Linked DNA regions of Mus musculus: all the other regions are linked to region 3. The links are chromatin contacts, called in public HiChIP or PLAC-seq, Micro-C and promoter capture Hi-C maps. All regions are on one chromosome and are shown on one strand. The core of a region is the stretch at or near the end of the contact, and the rest is flanking DNA. Distances in the headings are between cores, read along the strand shown. Region 1 holds the start of Ipo5 (importin 5). Region 2 holds the start of Farp1 (FERM, RhoGEF (Arhgef) and pleckstrin domain protein 1 (chondrocyte-derived)). Region 3 holds the start of Hs6st3 (heparan sulfate 6-O-sulfotransferase 3). Region 4 overlaps Mbnl2 (muscleblind like splicing factor 2). Region 5 has its middle 4.7 kb from the start of Gm41250.

What was found. Promoter capture Hi-C pulls out the DNA fragments that hold promoters and counts their contacts. A called contact is a pair of places that touch in the nucleus more often than the background predicts. HiChIP or PLAC-seq counts read pairs in DNA pulled down with a chosen protein or histone mark.
Region 1: a promoter capture Hi-C map of hippocampal neurons shows a contact between it and region 3, with 3 times the contacts expected there. The contact joins the promoter of Ipo5 here to the promoter of Hs6st3 in region 3. A contact is called at or near these places in 1 of 39 promoter capture datasets (hippocampal neurons) and 2 of 115 datasets of contacts at active chromatin or transcription factors (astrocytes and neural tube).
Region 2: a Micro-C map of embryonic stem cells shows a contact between it and region 3, with 3 times the contacts expected there. The contact joins the promoter of Farp1 here to the promoter of Hs6st3 in region 3. A contact is called at or near these places in 1 of 39 promoter capture datasets (hippocampal neurons) and 1 of 484 Hi-C or Micro-C datasets (embryonic stem cells).
Region 4: a promoter capture Hi-C map of stem cell-derived epiblast-like cells shows a contact between it and region 3, with 5 times the contacts expected there. The contact joins the enhancer-like site here to the promoter of Hs6st3 in region 3. A contact is called at or near these places in 8 of 39 promoter capture datasets (the 3T3-L1 cell line, cranial neural crest, embryonic stem cells and 4 more), 4 of 115 datasets of contacts at active chromatin or transcription factors (astrocytes, embryonic forebrain, embryonic midbrain and 1 more) and 1 of 9 other capture datasets (embryonic stem cells).
Region 5: an H3K4me3 HiChIP or PLAC-seq map of forebrain shows a contact between it and region 3, with 4 times the contacts expected there. The contact joins the enhancer-like site here to the promoter of Hs6st3 in region 3. A contact is called at or near these places in 1 of 39 promoter capture datasets (hippocampal neurons), 4 of 115 datasets of contacts at active chromatin or transcription factors (astrocytes, embryonic forebrain, forebrain and 1 more) and 1 of 9 other capture datasets (embryonic stem cells).

Annotation. Positions count from the first base shown.
Region 1 is chr14:120,909,842-120,914,512 of GRCm38.p6, reverse strand. It overlaps Ipo5 (importin 5), which reads right to left and starts at 3,319. Exons shown (of 26, transcript NM_023579.4): 1 at 3,170-3,319. The coding sequence starts at 3,259.
Region 2 is chr14:121,033,602-121,038,572 of GRCm38.p6, reverse strand. It overlaps Farp1 (FERM, RhoGEF (Arhgef) and pleckstrin domain protein 1 (chondrocyte-derived)), which reads right to left and starts at 2,999. Exons shown (of 27, transcript NM_134082.3): 1 at 2,648-2,999.
Region 3 is chr14:119,136,857-119,141,803 of GRCm38.p6, reverse strand. It overlaps Hs6st3 (heparan sulfate 6-O-sulfotransferase 3), which reads right to left and starts at 3,539. Exons shown (of 2, transcript NM_015820.3): 1 at 2,686-3,539. The coding sequence starts at 3,389.
Region 4 is chr14:120,396,699-120,401,707 of GRCm38.p6, reverse strand. All of the region lies in intron 6 of Mbnl2 (muscleblind like splicing factor 2), which reads right to left. Among named protein-coding and RNA genes, the nearest start is that of Gm26679, 10 kb to the right of the region's middle. Within about 2 kb of position 3,232, at least 29 of the 459 cell types and tissues checked have an H3K27ac peak or open chromatin away from gene starts, as enhancers often do. A contact at or near this core is called in stem cell-derived epiblast-like cells, where this site is marked.
Region 5 is chr14:120,146,154-120,151,263 of GRCm38.p6, reverse strand. No RefSeq gene overlaps it. Among named protein-coding and RNA genes, the nearest start is that of Gm41250, 4.7 kb to the left of the region's middle. Within about 2 kb of position 2,238, at least 52 of the 459 cell types and tissues checked have an H3K27ac peak or open chromatin away from gene starts, as enhancers often do. A contact at or near this core is called in forebrain and hippocampal neurons, where this site is marked.

The DNA of each region.
Region 1 (4,671 bases), core at 2,070-4,569, 1.8 Mb before region 3:
ATAATAATAATAAAAAAGAAAATTCAGGCTGGAGAGATGGCTCAGTGGCTAAGAGCACTTACTACTACTCTTCCTAAAGTCCTGAGTTCAAATCCCAGCAACCACATGGTGGCTCACAACCATCTGTAATGAGATCTGATGCCCTCTTCTGAAACATTTAAAGACGGCTACAGTGTATTACATATAATTAATAAACATCAGATAAAATTGTCCAGTTATGGATACTATATGCCTTTAAAATGCTTGTCAATTATTTATTTAGCTCCTTATTGGGGTTAATTATTGTATCCAATACATGAACATTCAAAATCATTTTCTTTCCTTTCCTTCCCTCCCTGTTTTGAAGTAGGGTTTCTTTACTCAGCCCTGGCTGGCAGGCCTGGAACTTACTAGATTAGGCTGGCTCTGAACTCAAGAGACCCTTCTGACTTGGCTTCCCCAGCGCTGGAATTAAAGATATGCCCAACTCAAAATCATTTCCTTAAATACGAGAAACATTTTCTGTAAAGTTAGAAAGGCCTTGTAGATTTGAAGAAGAAAAAAAGTATTAAATGGTCTGAATAAATGAGCCGGGCGTGGTGGCCCACACTTTTAATCCCAGTACTTGGGAGGCAGAGGCAGGCGGATTTCTGAGTTCGAGGCTAGCCTGGTCTACAGTGTGAATTCCAGGAAAGCCAGGGCTACACAGAGAAACCCTGTCTCAAACCTCTCCCCCACCCCCAAATAAAAGGAGAAACATTTTAGAAAATTTAAGTCTTTAGACCACTTCAACAAAATGTAACAATGTATGTTGTAACAATGTGAGTTACACTGTTCACCTCCTTGTAAGAGCAACAGTGACCTTAGCCAGGACCCTGTAGACTAAGTATTTTTATTTTGGCTGAATAAATTTACAAATATATTCTCGGAGCCCATGCCAATTGTTCAGCTTCAATAAAGTATTTTCATAGTTGTTTCATCTGACTTAGTATGTCCTCTTGTTTGGGTTACTTATAAATCTCCCCAAACAAATTGAGGAGCTTTTGTGCCTTTTTTTTTTTTTTTTGGCGTTTTTCTAGGAAGTTTTATTTACAACTTACTATTATACCATATGGTATCAAGGACCACCCTGACCCCGAATTTGCTCTTTTGCCAAGTTAAGAAAATTCAGTGTCGCAGTACTCACTTTCTATATACATTCTCAGGACATATTAAGGAAAAACGTAGTACCTAAATATCTCCACTAGGAATAGAGACAAAGAGTACTTATTTCCGATTGTTCTTTATGAGAAAATGCGCTGAATGCTACTAACGATCCCTAAAGGGATGTAAGAGATAAAAAGATTTACAACAGGCACCAAATTGGAATTCAAGCTGAACCGGACACTGGTATTTAGTTCAATAGAAGAGCGATTCCCCACCAGGCTTGACAATAGACTTAAGCAACTGGAGGGGAGGGGGAGAATTAAACTAGCTTACTAATTACAAAGCAGTTCTGCTCTGCAACACATGGAAATTTCTATTATAGGGTGGGATTAAGAACTTGCTTTGGTTTAAAAAAATTACCTCGAGTTTGCACAAAGTATCAAAATGTTTAGGCATCATCATATCCTAAGTGGAAACTGTTGCAAGTTTACTTTTACGCATACTTTTACATACATATACTACCTTCGTCCAGACAAGTATACACGTTATTTCTATGTGCAGTACTCTTGGACCGCACTAAAAGTATCGGATTACTCACTCACAGGGAGATGCACCTATCTATATAATGTATGGTCTTCTGGGTGACAATGTGAAAGAAACTGAGGGAAAATTCAATTTGCAGAACTATGTATACTATAAATCCACCCAGGTAACATAATGTATACACGAATGCTTTTAAAGATACGTTTTCAAGGAAGGCTCATGAAATAAACGTGGAGAGTGGATTAAGAATTGTACCCTTTGAATTTCCCCCTATACACTGCATATTACTTGAATAAGGCGGGCATGGGAACTGGTGCGCTCAGGAAACTTGGCTGGGGGACTGCCACAGGTTTGAAGGGCCTGTGTAAACTAGAGAGCCAAACATCGCTATCTCCCCTCCCCCCAAAATTAAAAGCACCATTAAGAAGGACATAGTTTAAAGCACCATTTCACACAGAAGTTAAGTCTCCAACTTCTTTACTTACTAAAATCTAAGTGTGGCCAGATTATCCATTCTACTCAAAGCGAAATTAGCAACTGTTTTAAAAGACAGCTCCCAACTTTAGGTCGGTAAGTACAAGACATGTCAACGTCACTAGCTATATATAAAAGACATCTTTGCTTTGTAAGTAAAGCTATTCACACATCCTCAGAGTCTCCTAAAAAACTTCAGACCCATGGGTCGTAAGGAGCTCCACGTATCAACTTTCCTAGAAATTACCTCACAAAAATCTGAGCTTCAACACTAACAATGTATCTTCCGTCTTCTAGTGAGCTAATAATATTATTGCTAGCTTGCAAATGGGCTTATAACTGTATCTGAAATGGAACCCTTGATCTAAGACTGATTGAGAACGATCTGTGTTATATGAAAAAGAGATGGCACTGGCCCAGTTAGACAGCCACAGCCCCCAGTATATCCCGTTTATAAGCCCAAATCTCTAGAGATCAAACAAGATTCGAAGGAAGAAGAGCAGAGCGAGGTGGTCAAGCAGGGATCCCTCAAAGGCAACTTCACACGATCTTGAAGGGACCGGCGTGTGCAGTTCCTTTTAGAAACCAGAAAGGGGCTCGGGGGAAAGACGCCGTAAGGCAGCGACAGGCAGGACACGCGTTCTCCCTGAGCTGGGATGGGGAAGGGAGCGGCTGGGGTGGTGGGGGAAGCGGGACGGGTCAGGAGCTGCCGGGGTCTGGCCGCCCGCGAGGGCTGGCGGGCCACGCGGGGAGGGAGAGCAGGGCTGGGGTGCAGGGCCCGCGGGCGGGGCGCGTCAGGCGCGGTGGCACGTGTGCGCGGGTCGGCGGCGAGGCAACCGGCGCCGCCGCCGCTGCACGGGCCGGAAGGGCCGGGGCCGGGCGGGAGGCGCGCACGTGGGCTGCGGGGCCGCTGTCCGCCAGCCGGGCCGACCCGCGCCGCTCGGCCGGCCGGCCGACGAGCGCCCAGGGCCAGCCGGCCGGCCGCGGAGGAGAAGGATCGGCGCGCCGGGGCCGCCGATTCGCTTACCTCCGCCTGTTTCCGGACCACATTGTCGGGGCTGAGCAGGTTTCCCAGGAGCAGGTAGAACTGTTGCTGCTCCGCCGCGGCCGCCGCCATTGCGCTAGGCGTGAGAGAGAGAAGGAGGGAGCTGTGAGGCGCGCTGGCGGGCCGGCGGGAGGGTTGGGGGCGGGCCCAGCGCGGCGACCGGCACCAGCGGCGGCGCGGGGATGAGGGGCCGGGCGAGAAGGGCGGGGCCGAGGGGGCCGAGGGAGGACGGGGCGGGGCCTCGCGCCCTCTCACCCGGCCGCGGCCGCCGACGCCGGCGTCCCATTGGCTCGCGGCGCGGGGGGCGTGCCCGAGGCCGCCCCCCCTCGAGGGCCACGCCGATTGGTCACGCACCCTGCGGTGTCGTCACTCCAGCGCGCGCCGGGAGGCGGGGCTGGCGGGCGTGTGTGGCGGCCAGAGGGCCGCTGTTAGGACGAGGTTGGGGTTCCCGGGGCGCGGGTTGGGAGGAGCCGATCCGGCTGGGCCGCCGCGAGGGGCGTGAGGCCGGGCCCGGAGGAGGGGCCAGCTCCTGAGCGCGGGAGATTTCGGCGCCGCGGGCTGGCTGGACTCCCTTTCCCTGCCGCCCGCCGCGTAGCCGCGCCTTAGGGCTTTGGGGCCCCGGGACCCCCCTCCCTAACCCCATCCCAATCCCCCCAGCAGCGAGCACACACGCATACACACACCCGCCTCTGCAGACCCCTCCATCTGTCTGGCCCTGTGGTGTCGTGTCGTCCCCCTCAGCCTGTGACTCAGGCGGTCCCTACCCTCCTCTGTCCTGTGACTCACGTCCAGGGACTGTCCCGGAAGAGGGGTTGCTCATCACGGACTCTTCCCCCCTGCACCTCTCCGTCCCGGATCAAATCACGCACGCTCCCCACCCGGGAACTGCCACCCATCCTGGTGTTTGGAGCTTCCTTGCTCTCTAAGGATGGGAGAAGTCATGAGCCACTCCCTAACGTGGTCGATCCATTGATAGTTGATGCGTGCCAGCATGGAGGGGACCAGAGGCTGCCTCCCTCTCACCTCCTAAACTCTAGTGCTTAAACACCAGCGTTGGCCCATCTTTCTATCTGGGACTGCCTAAACAGGAGAGAGCAGAGCTCAAACTGAAACACTTTGAGAATCATGTCCTATTCAGAATCATGTCTAATGTCCACAGACTCAAATGCTCATATCAAAAGAAAAAAATAATGTATGAAATGGTCCTACACTGAAAAAAAAAAAAAAACAATGTGGCCCAAGAATGAAAGAGCATCCCCAGTTGGAAACTAGTTCTACAAAATAGATGCGCTGGCCTCCAGAAAAGCAGAACGTAATCAGGGTTGCAGCTACACCTATAGAGGGGAGACCTTTCTCCACAATTCAGATTCTGTTGTAAAAATCTTGACTGGCTCTCAGCTCCCAAGTTTATCCCAGCTCCTGTTTGCCCAGACTCAGTTAAAAGCCTACTGTGTGTCCAAAGCATTGCCCAAGTTGAGGATGAC
Region 2 (4,971 bases), core at 1,750-4,249, 1.9 Mb before region 3:
GGCAGGAGCCACCACGCCTGGTTTATTGGGAGGCTAGGGACAGAACACAGGATGAACACTCCGCTAAGTAAGCTTACAGCTCCTTTTCATCAAAAGTACCAAACCACAGGAAGTACCAACACAGCCAGAAGACCTACAGTCTACTGAGGTCCTGCAAGAAAGGACTCCCAGGACTCTGACACAGGGCTGTGGAGGCCTCTCTGCACTGTAGCATCTTCTTTTAGAGAGGAGTTCTCAAAAGTGCTAAACCACTGTCTGCAGCAAGCAAAGTCAGACAAAAAAGATTGGTTTAAGATGGCCAGTGCATCATGCCAGGGAAACACTAAGTCTACAGAGTCACAATCTTCTTGATCCTCTCCGAGTATTACCAGGCTAGTTCTCCAAAGTAAAACCAGCACGCAAAAATTCAGGTTTTCTTTTTCCTATCTAGAGTTCTCCAACATCCACTCATTTTCCCAAGTGAATTTAACGACTAGGCTTTCTTCCCCGCACCCCCTCCTTTCTGTTATTGAGATTGGAATTAAGGCTGGCCTTGAATTTATGAGCCCCCTCCTTCTGCCTCCAGGACACTAGGATTATGTGGCCCCATACCTCCTTGTCCTTTTCAATATTACTTTTAATATTGAAAAGCTTCATCTTTAAATATTGTCTCTTGGATAATGTGATGAAAAACAAGACAAAAAACTGTCCCAAAAGAATATCCTAGTATTGACACCCAATAAGAGAATATCAGTATAGAAAAGTACACTAAAAATAGACATGATATGCACACCTATCTATAATCCTGGCATTCGGGGTAACTGAGACAGGAAGATCTCCAGTGAGACCAATCAGGGATACACTCTAAGATCCTATCACAGAAGGAAGTGGGGTGCAGAGGGGGATGTTTACATCGTATATCTAACTTCAGAAGGATTCCAACTTACAGAACTCCTAAATCTTAACAGCATATCCCAAGTCAGAGGAGCACACTACAGTTCTGCACACACCCCCACCCCCACACACACCATGAGAAGGTAGTTACCTCATCGATGACCAAGTATTTCTAGCTTCCTGTGGGTTTGGCAGACATCTGCTCACTATCTACTCCACCGACTCCCCCAGTAGACCAGTCACTGCCCAATAATGCTTCTATTTATTTTACCCAGAAGCAGAGCTATTAGCCAGACATACTAAAAACACAAACGTTTCGTTGTGCTTGGAGAAGGTCCAATATTAGTGTCTTGCTGCAGACCGATGCTGCAGGAATATAAAGTGGGCTGTGTGGATGCCAGACCCACGGAAGACGTGCATTTTCAGAGACCCACCCACCTGAAAAGCTGAGGCTAAGATGCCAGCAAGAAATGTGGGGCTGAGGGGAAAGACGACAGGGATTTGAAAAGGGCCCCACCTTAGCTTTCAAAACACCAAACCAATTTTTAAAGGCAACTCCTCAACTAAAGCTTTCATAATCCAAAAGGCTTTCCCCCTCTTTCTCCATTCCTTGTTCAGATAGAAAAAGAGAAGTAAGACAACGCTAGGGGAATGTTCTGAAGTGGGCTTGGCCAAGTCCCCACGTGCAAAGCACATTAAACATGGCCCATCGTTGGGTCGAGGTTATGGTCAGAAAACGCTGCCTACTAAGGGAGGGATTGGAAGTCTGGAGGGTAAACCATGGGCAGGGGCCAGGTTTAAGGTTGTCAAACGCGGTAAACTAGCACGGAGGAAGGCTGAAACAAAAATAAATGAAACAGCCGGAGGCCACTGAACTCCGGAGCCGGAGCCGGGGAGGGGAGGAGAAGCTGAGCCTGGTAAACTGTTCCAGATGAGAGGCAGTTATTCGCTCCCACATCTTCACCAGCACGTCTCAAACCTCGTTCCTTTGTGAGCCCTACCTCCCTATTTTCTAGGGGGACTCTAGAAAATCCCTGCCAGCCGTGGTTTCCGGGTCCCAACAAGGAATCTGGTACTCCTCCACGACCCCTAGGTCTAAGACTCACCGGGGTCCGGATGGATCACAAGGCTAAAGTTTTCCGAACTTAAATCGTAAAAAATCACAATCAGAAGTTCTGAACTCCCCGTCCCCCCACACAAAAATAATAATATATATCCTGTGCTTTAAAAAGGGAGGGGGAAACTTCCCCCTCCATAAGGCAGAGAGTAAAGAGAAACAAGATCTAACTTAAGAGGGCGTGTTCCTCTTTGTCACCCACCGGGAGGTTCTCGCCGCCCGTGGGCGAGATGCAGTGACCCGGCGGCACGGCGGCACCCGTGCTGCCGGGAGACGGACCTCCAGAGCCGAGATTGCAGCCTGAGGTCCGGAAGAGGCGTCGGGGGCGCTGTCACCCGGCAGGGTGGGATGGGAGGAAGCGGGGGAGGGGCGCCCAAGGAGAGGAAGCCAAGCTGGGGAGAACCCACGAGCTCAGAGCCCCGCAGCCCAGGTCCGCGGAGGTGAGCTCCACCGGTGCCCGAGGAACCGTGGCTTCTGCTATTGTTGCGGGGCCTGCGGCCGCCGGCTACAAAAAGGACCGTTCCCGTGGACTCCGCAGCCAGCTCGGCCGGCGCCCAGGGCCGCGAGCGCGGGGACTCGCACAAGTTGCCGCCGCGGCCCGGTCCACCCAGGCGGCCGCCCTCCCGCCGCGGTCATTGTTCGCCGCACGCCTCCTACCTCGGTGGCTCCGGGTCCGGGCTGCGGGCTGCGGGCTGCAAGGCTGGCGAGGGCGCGGCGGCGGCGAGCGAGGGGTCCCCGCGGGCGGCGGGCGCGCGAGCTAGGCAGGCGGCGGCCGGCCGAGGTCCGAGCCATCAAAGGTGGCGCGGGGCGGAGGGGAGGGCGGAGCAGGCGGGGTGGGTGGGGAGCGAGCTCCGGGTCGCCGCGGCCGCCTCGACGCCCGGCCCGAGCGCCACTCGCGTGGGGAGGAGCGGCGCAGAGCGGGCGGTGGCCGCGTCCCCGCCCCGCACCTTCTCCGGGCTCCCCGCTCCCCGCAGCCGCTGCGCCCGCGCCGGGACCAGCCGCCTCCGAGGCTGTTGAGCGGGAAATGAGGGCCACCACTGCCCCTCCCAGGGCCTGGGCCGAGCCCTCGGCAGGGGGAGCCTGGGCACAGCCTGGGGACGGCGGAGAGCCACAGCCCCCTCCAGCGTCCGAGCCGTGACCTGCGCCCGCACAGCGGCCCCGCCCCGCTCCGCCCCGCCCCGGAGGCAGGTGCGCAGAAAGGTGGACCGTGGGCAGGGCCACGCCACCCTGGAGCTGTGCCTTACTTGGGCGTGTGGCAAGAGCTGGTGTCTGAGCTGCACCACCAAGCCAAGAGCGGGAAGAAGCGCCACCGCGGAGACGCGAGCGCTAGTCGCTGGTGTCCAGCGGGATGCGGAGGCCCGGAGGGAGATTCGTGGCACTGACTCCGCAGGTCGCCTTTGGAAGCCTGACAGAGAACTACGACATCACGTGGAAAGCGTTTTACAAAGACCCACGAATTCCGCCCCCCACCCCTTCCAGGCCACTAGCGCAGGCTTCCGGCACCACCCTAAGCGGCGCGGTATTCAATGCCAGAGACACAGGTGCCACCTCTGATGCTGCTCGGGCTCAGTGCCCACCACCTGAGCGAATCCCAGGACAGTGCCCAACCCCACCTCTCTCCGACCAGGGACAGCAGAATGCCCTGCTTAGTGTGGCGAGATTTAGAATGACTTGCAGTTATTTGATTCCGTTTTTTTTTCCCCCAGAACTTGGTGATATAGTCGGAAGATTCATGATCAGAAGGCCCACGATACTAGGTGACTTTCAATCACTATCCCCACCCACTAGGTGCCATTTTTCCTTCGTCCTTCTTCCCTGTCTCTGTCTGGGAAAGATCTTGGGCCACTGACCGTATGGAACACAGGAAAGCCTTGTTCTGCCGGATCCAGAGGCTAGTGTGGACCCGCCCCTAGAGCCAATTTGGCTCAGATTCCGGTCATTTTCCACCCTGGAGGAGTTCACTGACCTCAGTCGCAACTACAACGGAGCTACAACTGAACTTAACCAAGTGAAATTGTCTCTGTGGCTAGGGAGGGAGGCTGAAGACATGAAAGCTTGATTATCAGAGAGGGGCACCTGTAAGTCATGGGAGTCAAAAGCAGTCTGCGGAGGGTTGGGGCTGTTTCTTGCATGCTGCAAAATCCCTCTGGCCTCTGGGGAACCAGACAGGCCTTGGGCGATTTGCTAGAGAGAATCATGGGTGGGTTGGAAGCTAGCTCTGTGGCCAAACTGTGTGTGGCTTTACAAGTATGGGTGAGCTATTTTCAGCCAGTAATTTTCTTAAGTGTAGTGGTCAAACTGCCACCAAGAGCAGCAGCACTCGATTTTAAATTCCTCTCCCACTCCTCCCCAGAAAGTCTCCTCATGTAGCCCAGACTGGTCCTCGTGCCTCTACCTCTTAAGCATTAGGATTTCGGTCTGAACCACCAGGCCCAGTAAAGGAAAGCAAATTCAAGCAATTATCACACCTTAAGAACCGCTATAATGGGGAACCGACCACAGGTTCAGAGTCTCTTCACAGGATAAGAAGACAGTGGCCAGACTGATTTCTGAGGTTGGGACATGACATGGATGGGTTTAAAGTTATTACAGGTTATTCCCAGTGTGCAGCCTGGCTTTACTAACAACCTCTGATGCTGTGGAATCGCCTGGGAATCTTGTCCCAGTTCGGATTCTGTATCGGTCTGTTTCAAACATTCCGGGTGATGTATTTTGGTTGGTCCGGGGACTGTGTTGGCAGACATGTGCTGTGTCCCATGACTAAAGCAATATAGTACCAAAAAGGCAAACCATAACATTTCCCCAGTCCACCCTCACCGAAGATCCCCTTTTTCTACATTTAGTGTTTGGTTCAACTGACTTGAGTGTCTAGGATATGACCAGTTTGGTTTTGCTCTCAGAGTTATTTATTGGGTCTTTGTATGTCGGGATGTAGATGCCACCATGCATGTATGTGAAGGTCAGAGGACAACTTGTAGGAG
Region 3 (4,947 bases), core at 2,290-4,789:
TCACTACCCAATTACCATATACACAGGTATTAAAAATTAAGTACTATATACCAGCATATTGTGCTATAAATACATACTATGTTATGCATACTATAGATTAGTTATTTAGTTGTCATAACAGCTATATGGGACATTCTAAGTGTTACTTCTGTTACAAAGTAGGAGAGAATGTGCAACTCAGACTCAGGAAGAGTGTAACTTACTCCTAGTACGGAGAACACTCGAGATCCACTTTCTTCCAACTCCAGAGTCTTACATTTACCCATCCACAAGGGCATTGATCCTTAAGAGACAGGGGGAGGAGCTGCCAAGAGGGGACCAGAAGCAGAGCGCCCAGGGAAATAAAACCAACAGGCGTTCCTCCGCAATTTTGCTTAGAGTCAGCCCTATTTGAAGTAGAACCTTGTTCCCATTATGTAGCAATAGATTATCTGCCATTTTGCATTGTGGAAATGTACCCTGCATTATCCAGGCTAATCTTGTTGACTGTAGAATGCTGTACACAGACATTACAATGACAGACAACTAATTCAATCTTCTCTGCTAGCGAGATGCTACTATTAATGTCTCTTCAATTCTTTCCCTATAGCTTTTGAAGCAGGGCACTTCACATATATCACAGCTATTCCTTCCTACAGTATGTGGAAGGAAAGTAATTGAGACTCGCTGGGGAAAAAAAGACAAGTTGGGAAGAAAGAAGGTTACACAACGTGACACAAAACACCACAAAATGGAAAGCAAAGCAAAGCAAGCCCATGAGTGATGATGACCTCGTGACTTGTGGAGCAAAACGAAATGGACGTTGATGAGCCATGGGTAAACTGAGAACAATAGTTGCTTTAGATAGAAACCACATGTTTAAATAGTCAAGGTGAGATTTTCCTGTGTCAGAGAGTGCAAAGAGAGTGCACAGCTCCTAGAGAAGAAGACTCAAAGCTTGTGGCCTACACCAGGCCTCAACAGCAGGACCCTCCCCACCCATCCAAAACCCAACTACTACACAATTCCCATCCTCCTTAATACGTGTAAATCTTCATTTACTCACTAAGACGTTGCTCTATTTGTTTTTGTTTTGTTTTTTTTTAATACTGACACTCATTGAAGGTCACCAGGGGTTTTGATGTGCTAATGAAAGATTCCAGTTTTATTTACTACAATGGACAAAATGAAACAGGCTCCCAAACTCTTTGGGATCAACCAGGAATGTCTAACATCTAAATCAAAGGCCACTCCATGGAGTGATGTAGAGCAGAGACAATCTCACCGAAGTCACGTGCAATGCCGTGGGGAGGTTGAATGCAATACTTAACTTAGAAGTTTTAAGCTAAAACACAATGGTGGGTTTTAAAACAGTGTACTCAGTGTACTATTAAAATATTTACAGGTGTAAACCCCTTCAAGCACACTAAGGGAGAAAGACTATCAGCTTCTTATTCTCACCAATTTCTATCAAACACAGACGGTAGTAGCTGGGAGATAAAGCATTTAAAAACCTGCCAGAGTAAAAGGCAAAAAGATTCCTATAATGAAAGTCTGCTCGTTCTCAGGGAAATGAAGTAGAATTAGATGCCGCAATCGTGACAAAATTCAGAACCTGGGCAGAATCTGGGCAGTAAATGAAGCTTTTCACTGATGTCCAATGCAGAAAGCTATCTGACATCAACATATTGAGCTGACTGTTTCAATTCCTATTCCCTTACACCAAATTGTTTGAAACCTTTGAGATAAAAACTTCAATAAAACTAGTGTTCTGATCTTTTAATATTTTATTCCCTTGAGCATGTCAGATTAATCTCCAGATGGCAATGGGCAGAATGAGCGACCAACCATGTTCTTAAGCCCATGATTCTCTGAAAGGACAATAATGTAAGCAGCTGCATTGGCAGCAGAGACTTCAAACTTTCTCAATCCTCAACAGCAGTACTGTTTTAACCGGCTAGCTTTCCTCTCGCTCATTAGATCTTTGTATCCACTCAACACATACCCAGGCACACAGTAGGCATTTAACAAATAATGTTTAAATAAACTGTTGGAATGGCTTAAGGGGGAAAGAGGCAGGCAGTCTTACGAAGAACAGCATGAGTCCAAATCCTGGCATTGCCCAGCAACAAGGACCATCTCCAGAATTAGGGTTATCACAGTGGAGCACGATTTTGCACGTGTAGATCTTCAAAGCGGCATCAAGAGGATTGTTCTCTAAGCTGGCAAGCAGCCATCCAAGAGCCACTTAGAAGGACATTATGCTCCAGCCTCACCATTCCTGAAAAACTATGTCTGCACTCCCGGATCCCCTATTCTTTGGATTTCCACCACATAATTTAAGTTCAAGACTCGACCTCTCTCCCTCGACACCCTGGTTATTCCATAGCTGTTCTTTAGTGTCTGCTCCAAATACCTCATCACACAATGCTAGGCACTGTGCAGAATGCACATCAGGATGGCCGTGGACATGGCTGAAGGTGACAGGGGGTGGCAAGAAACAGTGAAGCATGGGAAAGAAACCAACTCAAGACACCCCCCCCCCCCGGTGGGTATCCAGCGGTTTCTCACCCTTCACCCAAATTCGCTGCCCACCCTTTGGAAAGCCACTGCCAAACAGCTAAGGGAGCGCGACGCGGGACTGGCGGGGTCAGGACTTGGGGGAAGGGAGTGGGGTTCAGGAAACCAACAGACGCGGGACAGTACCTGGTGTGGCTGTGGTTGCGGGGACAATCCTTCTTCTCCATGATGGCCGGCACGCAGTTGGTGAGCTCGGTCCAGTCGGCATGCAGCCCGCAGCTCCAGCCGGTGGAGAAGCGGGAGAAGAGCCAGGTCTCCTTCTTGCCCGGCCGGTGGCAGGTGCACTTTTTCTGGCCAGCTTTGCAGCTGCATGGCTGCTCCAGACGAATGTTCTTCACCAGGTGCCGGCCGAACGTGGTGCCCCCGGTCTTCTGGATGTGCAGGAACACGATCACATCCCGCCCTTTGATGTTGAAGTCCACGAAGCGGGTCAGGTCCTTGAGGGTGAAGTTGAATCGAGGCACGAACCGGGGCAGGGAGCCGTTTTCGGGCGCCTCGGGGTCCGGCTCCTCCTCTTCTTCCTCCTCCTCCTCCTCCGGGTCCCCGGGATCCTCATCCTCATCCTCGGGAGCCGCGACCCCACGAGACCCCTCGGGCGGTCCCCGGGGTGGCGGTGGCAGCTGGGGCCGCCGCTCCCACTCATCAAGGGGTGCTTGTGCCCGTCGGGCAGGACTCGGGACAGCGGGCGGGCGGGCCTCCCCGGAGCGGAGCTGCTCCCCGAAGTTGGTGCATGAGCTGGTGCAGGAAGGGGACACGTACTGGTACATGATGACCACGAAGAGGAGAGTGAGCACCGGCGTCAGCAGCCACTTGTTGAACCTTTCATCCATGGTCCCGTTCTCAGGCCGGCAGGTGAGGTGGCTGCGGCGCCAGCGGCGCGATCGGGCGCCTGCTCGGAAGTTTCGGGGACTCCGGGGCGCGGCTCGGAGCCCGCCGCTCCTCCATGCCCCTGCCGCCGAAGAGAACGGCTGTCTGGCTGCCCCGCCGCACTCCGGGGTTGGCAGAGCCGGGGCCTACGAGCGGAGCCGAGAAGACGGGCGCCGGCGCCGGCGGCTGTGGCGTGGGGCTCCTCTCGATCCCTGGGGCGCCGGGCTCCAGCCGGCTCCTCTTGTACCTGGACGCGGCGCTCTCAGGCGACACGGAGCATCCCGCCGCCGGTCGGTAGACGCTCAGGCGCTGCGGTGCGGGGTTCGTGTCCCGGACCTTCCCGGGGCAGCTGCGGTGGCGAGCACAGGAGCTGCATGAGGCTCACCAGGGCGCGGGCCAAGGGCGAAGGCTCGGCCCGGTCCCGCAGCCCCAGCCCTCCGCGTGCACCGCGCCCGGCACCTTTGCCCACGGGTCCCTGGGCGCCGAGAGCCCGCCGCAAGTTTGCAAAGCCGCCCCTCGGCGGCGGCGAGCAAGACGCCTCTGCGGAGCCGCCTCCCGGGCAAATCGCACTACTGCTCCGGGTCCGCCCGCCCAGGCGCAGGCAACGCGCACACACTCGCTCACGCGGGCTGGCACCGCCACAACCCGCCAGCCGGTGTGACAGGAGCCCTGCTACCCGCAGCAAAAAAACCTGCCCTAGGTACGGAGCATGCGCCAAAGCCTTCCTCAGCCCCGGAGGAGTTTCCAGGGGAGGAGTCCACGGCTCCGCGGGGCTCGCGGGAGGCTGCTGGGGGTGGGAATCCCTTCAGCCTGGAGCCTAGGGAGATCTGGCAGAAAGGCTACCGCGGAGCGAGAACAGGCCCCATGGAGGGCGTTGCTAGCGATGATCTGATTCCTCTAAATTGCAACATTGGCAGCTTTCTCAGTGTGAGAGTGGACAGAAACCTGGTTGGTCTTGTTTGCAGGAATAAAACACCCCTATGGCAGAAAGTCTCACGCAGACTAAACAGGCGGTTGCTTGTCCTTCCTCAGCAGGGTACATAGGTTCCAGACTTCATTTACTGCCTCCCAACACGCTCAAACTGATGCTCCAGTTTGTTCCAAGCTTCCTCAACTATGAACTTAGTAGGTCCAACACTACAACTTTATTCAACCAGCAACCATTAAAAAGCCTGCTTTATAAAGAGATTTGTGTTTGATGCGAACTCCCTTTCCATGGCTCCAAGACGCAGCCCTGCAGGATATAAGTCCTAAAATCCATTCCATTAACACAAAGTGGGCTCTTCGATGTTCAAGACTCGCCCTTTTCCCACCCCAGTAAGAAGCAACATCAGCTGCCCTCACCTGTGTTCCACAGTGAAGACCTCCTTCGTTGTCCACCGAGGTTTTCATTAAAAAACTTCTTTCGAGTGTGTACATTTTGAATTTGCCCCAGGATCCAAACTTCTTTGCTTAAATACACTTTATGGTTTTTCAGATAATGCATTGATACACCGTTCAATTCACATCAGTCTGGAGTAT
Region 4 (5,009 bases), core at 1,983-4,482, 1.3 Mb before region 3:
CACACACACACACACACACACACACACACACACCCTTCTATACGCTTCTTCTGAATTCTCTCTAATATTTATATATGCTGGAGTTTCTAGAGCCTGCCTGGGTCCTCTTTATTTAATTTTTTTTTCCTGCTCTGTGGATCTTCTATGAGCGTTTCAGGCCATCCATTCCCAAACTCTCACTGATTCCATGGCTTCCATGTTTTGTGCCGTGCCAGGCTGAAAGTCTCTCTACCTAACTATTCTCCTGACCTCCCCTCTCCTCCACGAGACTCTCCGGCGGAACACGCTAAGCTGTGTTCTTTCCCGTCTGGTCTCCTGCGCATGGGGAAACATGTGACCAATGCCATCGCTGTGTGACCTTTAGCCTCCGTTGTTGTAAGATGCCGCTGTTTCCTCATGGTCATCCCAGGTCCGTCTCCCCGCTGAGCCAGCACGTGGCTGCTTCTGAGCCGCCGAGGGCCTGTCTGCCTAGCCATGACTTCTGCTGCTCTGCAAGTTCCCATCCCAACACTGCTACTATCAGCTCTGCCATAGCATCCCATTGGGCCCTCCTGCTCCTCTCTGCTCCAGCCTCCACTCTGCTGGCACACTCACTTTGCTTCTGGGAAGGCTTTGCTGCTTTGAGGATGGAGGCCCTTCTAGCCCAGACCCTGACTGCCTCCCGACCTCAGCACTCCTCCCTGGTACCGAGGTCCATCTGGATGGGCCTTCATTGCTTTCAACTGAATACTTTAGACTTTTACTCTAATTTTGGGCTCCTCTGCCCCTGATCTAGAATACTCTTTAGCCACTTCTTTCTTTCCTCAGGTGTCAAAGTATGAGCCATTTCTTCAGAAAATCATCTCATCTTAGTTTCCCCATATCCCCCATCACCTAAGTCAGTTTCTGTTTCTGTTTCGTTTTAATTATTTGAACTCTTTGCCTTTTCATTTATACTACTCTAAATGTTATTAACCTATTTATATGAGTGCTTAGCATCTTTCTCATTCTGCTGTGGACTCAAAAAGGCAGAGATCCCATTTAACTAGATGCATAAGGCACTTCGGGGTACCCCTGTTTGTAGGTCAGTGTTCCAGCCGACTGTAAAAAGCACTTTGGTGGGGGGGGAACTTACTCCTGAAAATTATTAAAGGGTCTAGTTTGTAAAATATTCCACTTTAGAGTTAACTGTGTTAGGCTTCAAAGTCACTGCTGAAAAATCCCCCTTTATTCTTACTGTGTTTTATAGTGAACAGGTTTTCTCAAGGGCTTCCTGGGTTAAACTAGTGAAATACACAAGGGGTGTCAACCATCAGAAACTGTCCCTGCAGCCACAGAGAGCAGTGTGTCACTCTGGCTTGTGTCTTGGATGTGGGAAGTGCTTGACCACGTGACTTCACTGGGCCCCTCTGTGCCGGCTAAGAGTGATTTGAACATGGGGCGTATGGCGCTTAGGACAGGTGGATTGCTCTCTTCATGCCAGATCCTGGTTCTGCTCTGCTTTCCAAGCCACCTCTCCACTTTTCACCCAGCTGCACCCTTTGGTCTTCCCACAGATCCTTCGAGTAATGTATACTATTGCTACAGGGACTGGGGCTCTATTCTTCAAACCTACTCTTGTCATACCTGCCCAGTATGTTCTTCCCCTAACGGTGCAATCTTACTCCCCTTTAAAGTTGTTAGCAAATTCTCCTGCTTTGGAAAATATCCCTGCTCTGTATTGTTCATGCCTGCATCTGCTGAAGATGAACACCTTGCCTCTCACCCTTCCACCCAGCTCATCCTTCATGCTGTGGACTCTGGTTTTTACCCAGCTCTGGGACCCTTTATATTTTCATAGCATGTCTGCAACTCAGACCATAGCACATGCTTCAGGAATGCTCAGTGCACCAAATAGAGTCCATACGTCTCCACTGAGGGTGAACAGACCTTTTACAAGTGTGTGAGAAACTTTATGAAACGTTTATGGTTTCTCTTTACTCGGAAATGTCTGGCCTAGAGCCTCCCACAGGCACTTCTAACATAGTGAAGTATTTTAAGGAAGGACTCTGCACTGCCTTTTCTCTGACCTGATCAACGTCTCACCGGGATGCCGGTGCTCTGTACAAGTAAGCATCTCAGCCGTTTGCTTCCTTCCTCCATTGCACAAGTACTTCATCCCAAGCTTCTGTGGGCCAGAACTAGTTGGGTAATTCTTAGTGGTGTGCATGCCGTTTTGTAGTGTAAACACAGCCTCAGTTTTTCCATCTGCAAAATGCAAATAACTTCTCGCCACTGACAGCACTGTGCCATCTTGAAGAACAATGACAGTGTGTGCAAGAATACTTAAGAGTCATTCAGAATAAACTTGTCACAGAGATGCCCAAAGCTATTTATCACACGGCTGTTTCTGAGACCATGGGTGATTTTGCCACCTTCCTATCATAGCAAGGGAAATGTATAAACTTCTTAGTTAAAATAACCTCTATAATTTTTTTTGTTTTTTTGTTTTTTTTAAAAAGAAAGAAGCAAGAGAGGAGAATTCCACCCACCATGGTTGTAGAGAATAATCCCATATCCTGTGCCTTACATTGAAATCTTAAAGCCTAGAGGCAGATTGCCTAAGATTCAAATTCATATTGTGTCAGTGGGAGGATTTCAGTACATATAAAAGTTTTGCTATGCATGGCCTTCCACTGCAGGGAACCGTCCAAGAAGACACACACAAAAAATGCTTTTGATCTGTATGTATGAAAACTGCTTATGTAAAACAGTAACAGAAAGATTTAAAAAAAATGTTCATTGAAAATAGTGGGTTAACCATCTGCTAAAAATCACCACACAGTGTCATCACCTGATCTGCAGAGGTTTTAAAGCAACCAGGGTAAATAATTACTATTGCTGTCACCTTTTACATAAAGTTGGAAACATTGTTTATAAGAAAGATTCCCTGAAGCAAACAAACAAGAAAGCCTACCACAATCATGGAGATTTTTCTGTCAATGTAATTGGGTGAGAGCTTATGCTGAAATTATTTCAATAAAATATTTTCTATCACTTCAGAGAAGTGTAGTGAATTTGTTGGAAGTTCAAATACCACTCCAGTACACAAAATTCACATGGTTATCCACTGTGATCTTTATAGCATATAGCAAATATGCTATAAGCACTTGTAATTCACAGAACTAACCGGGCTACAGTCCACCTTTAAGCTTCCAAAGGCTACAGAAAGTCGCCAACACAGTTGAACTGTTCCAGGGGAATCCACCAGAGGGCGGACAGACACAGCCCAGCTAACAGGGACTGTTTACCATTACCCATCCACAGCACTGAGCTATTGCTTAAGCTATGCTATTCACCCTCGCTTTGCAAACACTTAAGGGCGTCTCTACAGAATCTTAGAGTGGGGACGCTTTTGATGAATTAGTCAACCAGTCCATACTGGATTGGGGTATTCACATGATGTAAAGGGCCTCACTGGAATTCCCAGGAGACGGTATCGTCTGTATTACCCACTCTTCAGAAACAGACCTTGTCTTTCATAGTTTCTCATTCAGCACTTTTTTCTGTCCCTTAAAGTATATAATGGCCACAAAGTCTACACTGAGACACTTGTAGTAACCACACAGGATCCTCAGGGTGAGCTGACCTTCTGGTGATTATGTTATTTCAGGTGTGTTACAATCATAAATACGCTAAGCTAAGACAGCACGGAATGCCATTAATTAAGGTTGCAGTGGGGTAAGATATGAAAGTATTTTAATATAGATTGAGAACTCATGAACTTTCTGACAGTGCATTTCTATTAATATATATATATATATTATTTATTGGTTACTAATTCATTTAAAATACTAATTCATATAGTTTACCATTCATTTATAGTTTTTATACAAAGGCTGTTACTAGAATAAACTCCAACCCTAATGCTCATAGGTATGGACTCTAAGATTAACATATCTAATCACATTGATTAATGATAGTGTCTCCTTGTTGTGATGGGACAAGGAATATGGGCTTGGAAAAACTCAGTGGATGTTCTTTCCAATAAGGTTCAAAGTCACCTGTTTCTAACAGAGACTAAAAGGTAAAGTTGGTCAAGTGAAGATGACCATGTCTGTGCGAGTGAGTGAGTGTGTGTGTGTGTGTGTGTGTGTGTGTGTGTGTGTGTGTGCGTGCGCGCGCGTGTGTGTGCATGTGGCCGTGTCTGCAGTCTCTGAACTGGGTAAAATATTGCGGGGGGTGGGAGGTGGGGAATCGAGTTAGAATGGGTGTTACATTGTTTTTCTTTACCTGAATGGATTTTTCATGCCACTTCAAAAACAAAACCCCATTTTAATCTGGTTTGGGGGAAAGTCTGTAGACTTTTGGGGCCAGTGGAGGTGGTGTAATGTTATGTAAATGGAACCGGGCACTGGAACCTGGTGTTTGTGTCAGCTCTGCCACCTTGGAAAGTCACTTCTCATTATCCTGGGGGCCTCAGTTTTCTCATTTGTAAAACAGTCCACTGGATGAGGAATTCATGAAGACCCTTCTGCCCATGAGACCACGTGGTAAACTGACGGTCTCCAGCGATTGGTAGGCTAAGGGACAGTAGCCCCTCCTCTCATCACTCATTGGCTTAGAACGGAGGACAAGCACTCCAGATAGCTGTGAACTTGGTGAGAGTGGAGAAGGATGAAGAGAGAGAGAATGGATATAAAATACGAGCAGAAGATTGCTTTCATTTGAGTAGCCTTAGACTTTTTAGTGCTCTGAACAGAAGCAGGGAAAAAACGGTTAGTATTTACTGGAATTTATATTTTTAGGTCATTGAGTGTTAAGGACAAATTTCAATTATCTCATATAAAAAAAATCTTGCTTGCATAAACTATTTTTGGGGGCCTGCGTAAATAGAAGAGACCCAAAGCTTTAACCGCTCCCTGTCTCTCAAGCTAAATCCCACCAAACCCTTTACTTTAGAATGCTAACTACCTTTAGTTATCAAAGCAAGGTCAACAGGTCTAGGTAGCCAGGGCTGTGGTGGGCCAGGCTGTATTCGCACCTTCTAA
Region 5 (5,110 bases), core at 989-3,488, 1.0 Mb before region 3:
GTACCCAGAAGCAGAACATAAATATTGATTGCATAGAGTTGAATGGGATTGAGTGCTCTCAGGGAGATCTGTAAAGCAAGATGAGTCATGGCTGGTTTTCCAAGTACAGCGAGCAGCGACAGCAAAACAAGCCTCGCAAGGGGAGCACGGGAACCACAGGCAGGACAGGCTGACAAAATAAGCCCAAGTCACACATCCAGCTGGGATCCATAAAGAGAAACGATGTTAAATTTTTAACTGTCTGGCACCTGCTGATCCTGCCGTAATTATTTGCCAGTTGATTGAGTGTTGGTAAAAATTATTTCCAGATAAAAGGTCTGCAAGGTCTTCTTTCTGAAAAGTATACTTTCCAAAGAGTCTTCGTTGAACTTTAACTTACCTTGTCAGTTTTCCATGACCATCATAAACTTTATTTCACAATCCCTTTGACCAGAGGAAGCAGGTGTCTTATTTCTCCTTTCCCCATTAAGTGTGGTCTACATGAGGCCAAACAATGCATTTAAGGGACTGTGTGGCTAGATGAGAGGCAAGCAAAGAAGCCTTGAGCCTATGCTCATTATTGAGTGAAAGAAAACATATAATAAATAGTTCAATGATTTAAAGTGGCCTATCCTTCTGTGTAGGACTGTATGTATTTCTCTTTTTTTTAAGGAATATACCATTACTTATGTTACTTCTACGTAAGAACAGAACCTATATATAATGATTAACAATGTGACTTTTTAACTTGGAGGTGAAAGTGAAGAGGACTGAGGAGGGGAGGAGGGGAGGAGGGGAGGAGGGGGAGGGGGAGGGGAAGGGAGGGAGTCTGTGCTCAGTGATGCTTTGTGTGCTTTTCCTCTGCAGTTGGTGACACTGCACAGATGCAGGTACTAGTTGCCGAGGGATCATGGCTGTACAAGGTCACACACAGATGCTTCAGTTAATGAGTGGAGAAATCTGTCGACCTATGGTTCACCTTCTCTTTCTCCTTGGCCATCAGCATCCTGACCTCCACGCTTCTTGATTTCCTCAGGCTCTGGACCTTTCTGCGTCTGGAACATCTCACTAGAGAATCTATGTCCTTTTTTGTCCCTCTATCTCTGAGTTTGAATATGACCCCCATCTCCATCCTTCCACCTTTATTTGTGATGGTCAATTTGTCACTCTGGAAGATGGTCATTTTACATTAATGAGTGAGCGCCTGGTAGATACTTCCATCAGAGAAATATGCCTGGAGAAAAAGCATGATTACAAGTTGGCCTGTATGTGTATACACAAAAGTAGAGTTAAATTTCTTTCCTTCTTATGTAGTCCTTGATTTCCCAGCCAAGAAAATTAGTGACCATTGCTTCCATAACACAGGAGGTTCCTAATCTTGCCCAGCACTCCATTATCGTGGAAGACTTAAAACTATGGTTTTGGTTCTGGCTCTCCTAATGGTGAAACTAAAAATGAAAATGGAGAGGCTGAGATCAAAGTCAGCATGCTATACGGACAAAGAAGCTAGGAACATAACCAGGAGTGCTTAGCTCTGATGTGGAGAATGGAACTTTATGCCACAGAGGAGAGCTGAAACGGAGCGATGGAGTCAACAGTACCACGCAAGGGAGTTGTCATGGAAACACTCATGGGAGAGCCGGCAATTGGATTTTGGAAACTGATTAAAGCAAGACTTGATGGTGAGAAAGAAGTAAAACAGAAAGAGAAAAATATGAAGTCAGACACCGGAGATGGAGTGGAGAGTGGAGTTACGTGGCCACGGAGTGGCGAGGGAACACGCCATTATTGCAAGACATGGAACAGGACAGGTTTGAGAGGCAGATCTGTCCAGCCAGGACACCAATGAGCAACTGTGCTAGAATTTCCCTTTTGTAGCACCACAGGGCTCGTGACTCAGCCTGCAGAACAACGTGATAGGTGGGTGGACTCTCTTGAAAGATATTTCCAAGAAGATTAGGTAGTGTGTTTGTATCTGTATCTTGCTTTTAGCAGAAATTATTTCCACTTAAATATGAAGAGGAGAGGCCAGTAAGAAGCTGCTGCTGTTCTATTTTGGTATGATTTCTGCGGTCCATTTTGCATGTGGACACGAGGGCTGTCCAGGCATCGTAATGACTGACTTCCCTGCTTTCTGCCTGAAACAGATCCTGGCATTAAATGATTACATGGGCTTCTAACATTGGCACGTGTAATACACATGGATTGGTTTTCCATAAATTACCTCTTAAAGAAGGGTCTGTAGTCCTAGATGTACACATGTGGTTAGAAAATTTTCCAGAGAGGAAAAGCAGAGAGGGAGCCAGAGAAAAGAAAGGACTCTTTCAGAATCACAGAGGAGCTCCGGGGGGCGGGCGTGAGAGAGCAAGCAATGGTAGGAGAGGCCAGTTCCCCCGAAATATGGAACAGGAGCTTCAGCGGGGCAGTAAATAAGCCCTTAAAAATACTGCGGGCGAGGAGAAAGTTAAACATACGGACACACCGCAGTACATCACTAAAAGGGGCAGGAAGTGGCCGGAATCTGAAGGTCTGCCATCGATTGCTTTAGACTAGCATCAAGCTTCTGTGTTAAATATTGCGGCACTCGCGCCCGTGACCCCGGTGCCACAGGGAGCTGGCTACAAGGACCCGGGGTGAAATAATAGAGTAGACAAGAGATTCGAGTAGTTGAAATAGTACTTATTGGCTTTAATGCTCTAACCATGGCAAGCTTGGCTAGAAGGAGGCTACGCAAAGCAGGAGAGAGGTTAGAAGCCACGAGGTGACTGGGCAGGATCCAGGGTGTGGTCGCCGACTTAGAGCACACGTCCCCGAAAATATGGGACAAGCTTTTAGTGATGAACATTGGTTGGAGCCAAAAGTAAGTAAAGAACTAGAAGTTTCCAGGCATTAGTGGGCCTCTCTCAGCAGCCCTTTGCTTCCAGAACGTCTGTCCAATTCATAGCACAACTTCACAAGGCAGAGGGATCAAAGGCTGAGAGTTGACAAGCCAGTGAAACTTAAGAAAGGCACCTGTGTCTCAGCCAAGTGGACTGGGATCCACCACTAGGATTTGGTTCTTGCAAAAGAGTCAAACTCCAACTCAGGAACAGAAGCAGCTATGTCATCCTACAGATCTATAGAGCTATAGAGGGGGAAAGGCCGGCTCTGCCCTTGGAAACTTGGGCTTGGCTTAAACCCCTTTCCTAGTCACCTGACTTGATGAAACAGAAAGGATTGCAAACATTTCTAGAAGAAATTATTGAGTGTAAGGAGTTCAAAATTTGCACATCTTTAAGGCATACACTAATGATGTTGTACTGTTGACCATACACCTGACAGAAAGTCCTCAAGGGAAGACGGGGCTCATGGTTTTCAAGGGTTTTTAGCCCATCGTGATTGAAGACCAGCATACAGCAGTCAGGACCCTGAGCTAGGGGAAATGGTCAGACACCCACTCTTAGTAACCAACTTTTTATCTATCTATCTATCTATCTATCTATCTATCTATCTATCTATCTATCTATCTATCTATCTATCTATCTGGTTTTTCAAGATAGGGTTTCTCTGTGAAGCTCTGGCTGTCCTGGAACTCACTCTGTAGACCAGGCTGGCCTCAAACTCAGAAATCCACCTGCCTCTGCCTCCCAAGTGTAGTGATCAACTTCTACCAGCTAATCCCCACCTCTTGAGAGTTCCACAGCCTCTCAGAACAGCACCACCTGCCGGGAAAGAAGAATTTAAAACATCAACCTGGGGGAGATATTTCAGACTAAAACTAGAACAGAAGGCCCAGAAAACAGAGGTTGGTGAGAGCTGCATTTTTAATTCAGGACAGCTTGCAAATATGACTTGTCCATTTATAAGACTAATAATTTGTTTGTAAAAGGATTTAGAAAGCCAGACAGGGAATTGCAGGACAGCGATGATCTTTGCGCTTGCTGTGACAGGCATCGTAGGCGAAGGTCTGCTGGAGTCCTGGAAGCCATCTGCAGCAGCCTGTACCCTGCAGCTAGAGGAACAATGAGCTGTCTGTCTCCTTCTCTACCTCCAACTCTCCCTTGAGGCTTTTCATTGGCAGAATCTAAGCAGGAATTTCTGGGAAATTTAGTTTCCAGATGTTGCAGCCCTTGTGAGTCAGAGAGGACACAGAAGGGGAAAGAGCTACCATGGCCACAGGGCCTAAGTGAAAGACATCAATTATTATAGGGTGATGTCAGGGAAAGTGGGTCGGGGTGGAAATGGAGCTTGGTGAGGCCGGGTCTGGGTGGAAGGATTGTGGGCAAGCAAAGTCTAAGGGGGTCTGTAACTGGGGCAGATGTAGCAGCAACACCCCTGCAGACAGAGGGGCTGTGAGACATTCTAGGCAGAGTGACAAGGCGATTGGAATGTCACAGTCTTTGAGATTGACAGGATGCTCGTTGTTTTAAAACTCTCAGTAGGGTGTGCATAGAACATTAAAGTACCATTGATGGGTCAAAGACAACCAGAAGAAAGAGCCTGCAACAACCTGTCCCCGCTTTGCTGATCGTTTAAAAGCATTCTGTGAAACAAACATTCTTCCAGACTAGGCAAAAAGGAAGATAGAATTTGAGCAGTGGTTGTTGGGACTGCACGTTAAACGGTAGAAATGTGGGAGGAGGTTAGACAAGAAGTCTATGGGACTCGACAATGAGTGAGAAGCAGGCAACCGGCAGGAGCAACCAGGACTCCACAGTCTGTTGCATGTTGTAGCCTTGTGAACTGCTGTCATGAATTGAGACATGGTCATAAAAAAGACAGAGCGTGGGCGGTTCCATTCTGGACGCATTCCGGGTTAGGATATGTAGCTACAGACATCAATGATTAAGACGGAGGTGGTGTCCCTCCCCATTCCTGCTGAGCCTACGTGGAGCCTTTGCACTCAGAGGGAAGTAAGTCATGACTCCCTTCACATGTGAGCGTGGAGCCACAAATGGACCAATGCCTATCAAAGATATTTCCCTGTCTTATTCCCCAATGGAGCTTGATGCCTGAAGTCCAACGCTTTGTACTTCAAACTCCAAGCTTTAAGTTAAGGCCCCTTCAACGTTTGTGCTGCCTGTCTACCTGCGGTGGAGTACTGAGACTTGCTTTGTCACATTTACCTTGAAGACAATCGGTGCATTTACAC